2 separate regions of the Mus musculus genome follow, and region 2 is linked to region 1. The links are chromatin contacts, called in public HiChIP or PLAC-seq maps. All regions are on one chromosome and are shown on one strand. Each heading gives the region's core, a stretch centred on a gene start, on an enhancer-like site or on the middle of the called end of the contact. The rest is flanking DNA. Distances are from core to core; before and after follow the strand shown. Region 1 has its middle 27 kb from the start of Gm6639. Region 2 has its middle 29 kb from the start of Acad9.

Region 1 (4,247 bases), core at 1,229-3,728:
CACATAAGTGTACACAGAGAGACAGTGAAAACCCTTGACTCTTTTAAATACTAGTTTTGAATAAGGGAGAGGTTTAGGGTAAGCAAACAGTGATAACACCAACAAATACATGCTTAAACAAAAGGACATAAAATCTTCATGTGTAACCTCACTAAAACCAAGATTAGTATCATTTTATCATTAGAAATATACCAGATAAGATATTAATTATCATGAGCATGTTTTTTAAAACTCTAATTCCAAAAGAGACATGAAAAAGGAAGAAAACTGTTTAGTTACTTGGGCTTCTCAGTTGCCAATGAGTATCATCCGGCATTGTCAAAGTCCACGAGGATGTGCTCACAGATGGCGTGAGATCTCACCACCTCAAGTTTCACAGTATGGAAGGGAGTTAGAAGTACCTGGGTACAGTCCTGACCTTTTCATCAGAGTGCAGTCCTTAACATAATTTCTTTCTGTTGTGTGATGAATGAAATAGTCTTTGAAGACAAATTACTTGATAAATGAGGCAGTGTTTGTAGACAAAGGCTATGCTGTGGCCACTGCCTGAGGTGTGTAGCCAACCTTGATGATCAGTCCATATACACATGCCCACAGGCCTTTCAGCAACCATAATGGAAAGAGTGTTCATCTCTTAGGAGTCACAAATACATTGTTTTTGTGACAAGAGCTCACTGTGTAGCCCTGGCTGATCTGGAATCCATCGTAGAGATCTGACTGGCCTTGAACTCAAAGATCTGCTTGCCTCTGCCTCTAAAAGTGTGTGTGTTCCACCAGGCCCTGCCACAATCAATAAAAACAAAAACTAATATAGTGTTTGATTATAGAAAGTAGTGTTTCTCTTTGAAGAGCCTACTTTAAAGCTCTTCTACCTGGGCTTCTGTCTTTAGTTTTACAAGATGATGATTTTAAGGAGAGTACCCAAATCTCTGTTCACATGTCCCCAAATCATGTTCACATTCCCCTCTGCCTATCATGGTCATAAGGAGACCTAGTAAGGCTGAGGAGTATTGAAGAGTCTGAGGACTCCCCAAACCTAAGTCACTCTCAAGCAGTATTAAACCAAATAAATTTATATTGAAGACAAAATAAATAAATAAATAAATAAATAAATAAAGGATTCATGACACATTAACTGTAGGAGGAAAATAATTTAAATGTGTTCTGTGCACAAAACACAGAAGGGCACATTGAGACTCTTGACGATGTCAGACTTTATTAAATAATGATAAATTCACAAGCTATGTTGCTTTTGCTGGCTACGGTTTACCTGGGTGTCCCAGTTTCCCTTGATAGCAGACTATTGGCAACACACATTACTTTATTCCGGTCTTAATCACTAACATCAACTCTCAGATCTGACATTGTACTTCAGACTCACAAGTGTGCATACATGTGTATGTGCATGTGTGTGTCTGTATGCATGTAAATTGCAGAATGGCTACTAATGGGTTAATGAAGTGGTATAGTTCAAAGAGGGCTTTACAAAAAAATTGGTACAGATGCAGGTACTGCAGGTAGTTTTAAAATCCAGTTGGAGAGCAAGCCGGTGGCACTGAGCTGAATCATGGGACCACAAGGTAGGGCAGAAACGCAGGACGACAGTGGTGAAGACCTGGTCCATAGGTATAGACAGACAGACCAACAGATGGCAACTCATAAGGGATGTTTCAAGAAGTAAGGAGCTTGCTGGGCTGAAGCTCAAGAAGTCTCTGCCCCCATACCAGACAAGTGGATGACCGTTGCTGGGACTGTCATCATCATGGTATTGAGTGTCTGTTAGTGGGGTCTAGGTAAGGAGATCTCACCCTTCCTTGGCCTGTGTGTTTGAGGGTTTCTTGGGTCTGGATTTTTCTGTTGTGGTTTCAAATCTACTTTGATAAGTTTATAATTGGTACCTTTTTTAAGAATCAGTTATCTGCGGGGCCTAGCAAACACATAAGTGGATGCTCACAGTCAGCTATTGGATGGATCACAGGGCCCCCAATGGAGGAGCTAGAGAAAATACCCAAGGAGCTAAAGGGATCTGCAACCCTATAGGTGGAACAACATTATGAATTAACCAGTAACCCGGAGCTCTTGACTCTAGCTGCATATGTATCAAAAGATGGCCTAGTCAGCCATCACTGCAAAGAGAGGCCCATTGGACTTGCAAACTTTATATGCCCCAGTACAGGGGAACACCAGGGCCAAAAAGGGGGAGTGGGTGGGTAGGGGAGTGGGGGGGAGGGTATGGGGGACTTTTGGGATAGCATTGGAATGAGGAAAATACCTAATAAAAAAATTAAAAAAAAAAAGAATCAGTTATCTGGCAGTCTGTGCTTCCGGTGGTATCTACGTGGACAGTCATGTTGCCTCTGAATTTGCTGCTTTGTAAAATGGAGTCACCCAGGGCACAGCTTTCACATAACAGAGGAGAGCACAGCCTGAACCTCTAGCGAGAGCACGTGATTTAAAAGAATCCACATGAGTACAGTGCCCTCAGAGGCCAGAAGAGGGTGCCATAGTCCCTGGAGCTGGGTAGAATTATAGGTATCAGACATGAATGCTAGAAACTGAACTCACGTTCTCTGGAAGAACAGGAAGTTCTCTTAACTGCTGAGCCATCTCTCCAGCCCTTGCTTTCCTGTTTTCATTGATAGGCTTACGTTAAGCAAGCCTTTGCTCACTATGCCTGTCTTTTCCCATGATACATCTGCTATTAATCATGTGCATGCCCGATCATGTATAAGCATACGATGGTAAGTAGATGTTCTTCCTACAAGTTCACACACAGGACACACTTTACCTCTCTGGGAGTCATCGGAGACCGGCTGGATCGATCAATCCACTGTTCCCAGATGTGCTTACTGTCTTTTGAGCCCTCATCTGTCTCTCCGCCCTTGAGCTTACATTTCCATTGAGATACCCTTGATGAAATCACCAACTCTGCTTCATAAATTGGCAAATCTTAAAGTTCTTTCAGCGACTGAGTTAAGGTTCATAAAAGTCCCAAGGGTGCTAAAGGTGACGTGTGTCCTCGTCTTCCCGCCTCCGGTGACGTCATCGCTAAGACTCTTGAAGTGTGATTCCTGTGAATAGTCTACACCTGTACTTCCGGCTGTGTCTTACTTTCGTCGGAGCAACACTCTTTCTTTCAGGCCTCTGTGTAAGCCTGTATGAAAACAATTAACAAAATCTCTGCTCCAACAGTCCTGAAATTCTTGCTATTGAAGTCCCATTTCCGCCTGACATCTTGGTCCTTAAACATCTTGGGTAGCTAGCTGCTCAGGCTAGGATGGCGGTGTAGAGCTTTGTCTCTGACCCCTCACTACTGGCACCTCCCACCCCGGTTGTCTTCAGGAGGATGTCATGAGCTAACTTAGTAAAAGGCCTGGGGAAAGCATAAATAGCCCTGGTCAAGGTAGGGTCCTGCAGATCACTGACCTGCAAATCATTGTCTCCTGCAAGGACAAGGTGCAAACCAGTTTCTAGCGACAAGTGCCCCTCTGGTTAGCTACAGGCTTGAAACTTTTTCTTCTGGTAGTATGAGATTCCCGAGAGCATCCCGATTTTAGGGGTGGTCACTCTGTCATAATTTGATAGCCAAAGTAAGGAACAAAAGAATCCTTTAGATCCTTTGTCAGTCCATTTATAAAATTCCTGGAATGTGCCACTTCGGCATGAGTGTTGTTTGGAGTGGAAGGTATTTGAAAAGCAGCAGATGCTGAAGGAAAGGAATCCCCTTCATTCCCTTCTCCTTGCATACAGGAGAATAAAAAAAAAAAAAAAACCTACACTGAAGACTAGGCAAAAAAGAATGCCTCTCAATGGGGAGGCACAACAAACAGGATTCTGTACAAACAAACCCTGCTAAAACAATTCCTATTTTCCTTTAGCCTCCTACAGAATTTACTTCTCTGTACTCGTGTCTCTGTTCAACTTAATATAAAAGCATTCGAACGTCACCCCTTCCCTGATGTTTAGTTCTCAGTCGGAGCTCCCCAGTCCACAAAACTAAGATTAAATACTTATGTTCTCCTCTTACTTTTTTCATGTGTCAAATTAGTTCTTGAGCCCAGCAGGGAAGCATGAGAAGGCAGTGATAAAATTCTGCTTTTCCGACTCAAAACATTATTTGAATTCATCCCATTATGTGTTGCCTCAAAGACATACAGTTAAAAAAAAATTGAAACACTGAAATTAATGACTGATATATTTAATTTTGAGATTTATTTTTTAATAATGTGTATGTGGGGGAGGATGTG
Region 2 (4,247 bases), core at 1,182-3,681, 400 kb after region 1:
CTTCTCTGGCCATGTGGGTTTGGGTTCTAGATGCCTCTTGTGTTTGTTTCTTCTACACTTGAAAACATTTTTGCTATAATTTTATTGAATAGCTTCCCAGTTTTTACTTTTATCTCTGCCTCTTCTTTAATTTCATGGGCTCTTGAGTTTCTCTGCCATCAATTTCTTTTATTATTATTAATTTTTATTAATTATTTACATTTCAAACGTTGCCTTCCCCCCCCCCCCCTTTCCTGGTCCCTCCTCCATGAGTTCTTCACCCCATCCCTTTCCCCTTTGCTTCTGAGAGGGTGCTCACTCCCACCTTCCCTGGGGCATCAAGTTTGTACAAGATTAAGCACATCCTTTCCCACAGAGGCCAGAGAAAGCAGTCTTCTGCTACACATGTAGTGGAGCCACAGATCAGCCATGTATGCTCATTGCTTGGTGGCTTAGTCTGGGAGCTCCCAGTGGTCTGGGTTAGTTGACACTGTTGTTCTTCCTAGGGGGGTTGCAGTCCCCTTCAGCTCCTTCAGTCCTTCTAACTCTTCCATATGGGTCCCTGGTTGGCTGTAAGTATCTTTTAATGGTTGGCTGTAAGTATCTTCATCTGTCTCAGTTAGCTGCTGGTATAGCCTCTCAGAGGACAGCCATGCTGGGCTCCTATCTGCAAACACAGCAGTAATAGTGTTGGTGTTTGGTGCCTTTACATAGGATAGATTGCAAATTGGGCCCATCTCTGGATGACCTTTCTTTCGGTATCTGCTCCATTTTTGTCTCTGCATTTCCATTAGACAGGAGCAATTCTGGGTCAAAAACTTTGAAGATAGTTGGATGGCACCATGCCTCAAATGGGGGCCATGCCTATCTACTGGAGGTGGTCTTTTTAGGTTCCATCTCCCCACTGTTGGGCATTTCTGCTAAGGTCATCGTCATTGGATCCAGTGAGCCTCTCACATCCCTGGTGTCTGGGACTTTCTAGAGGTCCCCCCCCCCCCAACCCTGCCCTCTACCCCATACTGCTGCATATTTCTATTCATTCTCCTGGCCCACTGGGCTTCTCTCCTGTCTTCCCCCATACCTGATCCTGCCTGAAGGTCTCAGCATTTACCATTTTTGCTATGGATATAGATGCACTGGACTCGCGCTGTCTGTGCTTATCACAGAGTCATTAACCTGGGTCTCACATTTCTTATATTATTCTTTGGGATTTCTACATGTTCATTGGTTTGCGTTTTTTTTTTTTTTTTTTTATTAGATGTGTCCTTTCAGTTGAAGTATTTGCCGTGTTTGAGTGAGACTTTAGTGTGGTAGTATTGTGTAGTTTAGAAAATAATACCTCAGACCTGAGCTCAAAGTGCCTGGTATAAGCTCCCTGTGTAAGCTCTGTGTAGTTTTAACTGCAGAATCAACCACAGCAGTTTGATGTTACTACTATGTAATTGTCATACTATCCAGTAATCCTTCGATTTCAGTAGTTGTGGGAGAATAAACAAGTATAGAGTGGTGTGTGCTCAGATTTTACTAAGATTAGAAGTGGAAGGGGAGCAGAGTGGATCAGAATAAAGGTTAAGGATCTGAAAAGAGCTCGGTGGTTAAGAGTGTGTATTGCTTTCGGAGAGGACCATAATTCAGTTCTCAGCATGTTTGTCAAGTGGCTCACTACTAACTCCACATCCAGAAAGTATTCTCTAGCTTCCTTGGACACCTATCTATATCCTCATGCATGTACCCATAACCCATATTCACATAGTTAAAAATAAAAGAGAAAGAATAATAATTAAATATGAGATCCACTTTGAAAAAAAAAAGCAATTGAAGCAGGTAAAGTAACTAGGAGGAAAACATTGGAATACCTTTAGGGCCCACAGATAATATAGATCCTTGAAGCTGTGGAGGGTTATAATTAGGAAGTGGAGCTGGAGAGATAGCTCAGTGGCTTAGAGCACATAATATGCTTGCAGAGGACCCAAGTTCAGTTCCCAGCACTCAACATCAGGCAGCTAATAACTACCTGACACTCCAAGGAATACAATACCTCTGATCTTTACAGGCGTCTGTACCCATGTGCACAGCCACACACATAATTTATGGTCCCCAGGTATGTTGGCACACACCTTTAATCCCAGCACCTGGAATGCAGATGCAGGTGGTTTTCTGAGTCTGAGACCAACCCACCTGTCTCAGAAAATAAAAGTTAAAAAAAAAAAGAATACTTATAAAATAAATTGCTGGCACTGCTACACTGAATTGAAAGGTGAAGTTCCCTCTGGCTCCAGGATGGTTAGGGGAGAATGGAAAATGTTAGTCTATTCAGTCTCCATGTTTTTTAGAGTTCTGGTCCTGGAAGCCCAACATATGTGAAAGCTGTGGTGGTTTGAATAAGAATGCCCTCCACAGACTTGTGTCTGAATGCTTAGTCATCAGGGAGTGGCACTGTTGGAGGAAGTGTATGAAGTGTCTCACTGGGGTGGATAACTAAGTCAGCTCACTCAGTCAGCAGGGTGTCAAGGGAGGGAGTGAGGATTGAAAAAAGAAAGGACAATTAGGCAACACTATAACATGACTCCAGCCAGTGCTGAGGCAGAAACACGTTTATTTTTTTCCCGGTCTGCTTTTATACCTGTCTTAGTCATGGTTTCTATTCATTATCAAAAGCAATGCATTTTTGTCTTAGGTTGGTAAGGCTCTGTGCAGAATCTTACCTGTCTTTGACTGCCAGCCAGTTAAATTAATGACTCTGTCTGGGGATCCAGTTTTAGTTTCAAACCAAGTATTTTGGCCACCAACATGTTGATGTTGTTAAAGGCAAGTTTTATTACAATAGCAGGAATAAAAGCTTTTCCAGGACAAGAAGGGCTAACATGATCAAGCTATATATGCCATTCTTGAAGCTTGACCAAGATGGAAATACTGACCTTAAGTCATGAATAATTTTATTAGCAGTAACTGCAGCAATAAAACTCATCGGAGCAGCATTCTTTAAGTTCGTAATCTCATTATGCAAAGTTAAAATATCCAGAGAGGTGTTAGTATTATGCCAAATACCCTACAATATCTTTAAAATTTCTCCCAATTATAGTGTCTGTCATTGTAACTTTTAGAAGTAACACAAATACTTTTAGAAGTAACACAAATATTTAGCATGACACTTGAGATGGCTTCTTCTGAAACTTTGAACCTCCGCTCTAATAATTTGAATAGTATAAAGAGCATCAGTCCATTGTTCCAAATGCCTATCTAAATCCTCTTGAATACTCAGAGCACTAGGAACATTTTTTTTGCTAAATGATTAACAAAAGTAGCTGTCCTAACTTCTTGTGTCAAAGCAATTGCAAAAGCAGTGTTGCTAGCTATTAATGTAATCAAAGCTGCTATACCAACAATAATCAAGTCTACTATCCTCTTGCTTCTGATTAAAGCCTGATTCATTTCTTCCAGTATCTGTAATCTTTTTTCATAATACTAAGGTCCTGTCATACAGTCAATAAAATGTAAACTGGCTGATAGACCACTATAACAGACATGTCAGGTCTCAATACACTAACACAATTAGAAAGTGTACAATCAACATAACTTGTATTAAATACTGTAGAAGAAACAAAAGTAATTTTAACATGATCAGTTAATAAAAGATTAGGAGCCTTAACACATGCACTAACATTTGTTTGAAATTGAGATCCTGTCTTTGTTCTAAATCCAGATCCTATCCCAATTTTATCCACTGCAAATGTAACTTTATATAAGGCAGTTGTATATATTCAAATGTCCATAACCAGCCCTTCAAATGCCTACTGTCTTTTTCTTCAATAACTAGTCACAGTAAAGGAAAGAGAATGGTCATTATAACAACTTCTCTATTTGATTAGTTTTTCTGAAGGCAGTTTCCACAGTCTCTATGTTCTCTGTCCCACAAGGTCTAAAAGCTTGAGGCAAAGCAGCTTGTCCAATCTGGGATATAGGCAAGCAAAGGTGGGTCAGGAGCAGATGTCTAATACAGTTTCCCTGTCACCATTGTCAGGGCACTCAGCAAGCTCACGGTCAGCAACATTCATTGTCCCAGTGCCAGCATGTCTCACCAATTGCTCTGGCAGCTACCATGCTCCTGCAGCATCCTGAGGAAAAAAAACCAAAAACATGCCCTCTTCCCCATATTGATACCTGCCTGATTGGGACTATGCCATATGCCAGTAAGTGGATCCTTCCATTTCACCTAGGAATAAGTATGCCAAGTTGTACAGTGTCATAAACATTCAGAAGAGAGTTCC

What was found. HiChIP or PLAC-seq counts read pairs in DNA pulled down with a chosen protein or histone mark.
Region 2: an H3K27ac HiChIP or PLAC-seq map of embryonic stem cells shows a contact between it and region 1, with 4 times the contacts expected there. The contact joins two enhancer-like sites. A contact is called at or near these places in 1 of 15 datasets of contacts at CTCF or cohesin (pro-B cells), 1 of 484 Hi-C or Micro-C datasets (bone marrow-derived macrophages), 7 of 115 datasets of contacts at active chromatin or transcription factors (acute myeloid leukemia, double positive thymocytes and embryonic stem cells) and 1 of 9 other capture datasets (adipose tissue).

Annotation. Positions count from the first base shown.
Region 1 is chr3:35,690,698-35,694,944 of GRCm38.p6, forward strand. No RefSeq gene overlaps it. Among named protein-coding and RNA genes, the nearest start is that of Gm6639, 27 kb to the left of the region's middle. Within about 2 kb of position 2,479, at least 45 of the 459 cell types and tissues checked have an H3K27ac peak or open chromatin away from gene starts, as enhancers often do. A contact at or near this core is called in acute myeloid leukemia and embryonic stem cells, where this site is marked.
Region 2 is chr3:36,093,165-36,097,411 of GRCm38.p6, forward strand. No RefSeq gene overlaps it. Among named protein-coding and RNA genes, the nearest start is that of Acad9, 29 kb to the left of the region's middle. Within about 2 kb of position 2,432, at least 22 of the 459 cell types and tissues checked have an H3K27ac peak or open chromatin away from gene starts, as enhancers often do. A contact at or near this core is called in acute myeloid leukemia and embryonic stem cells, where this site is marked.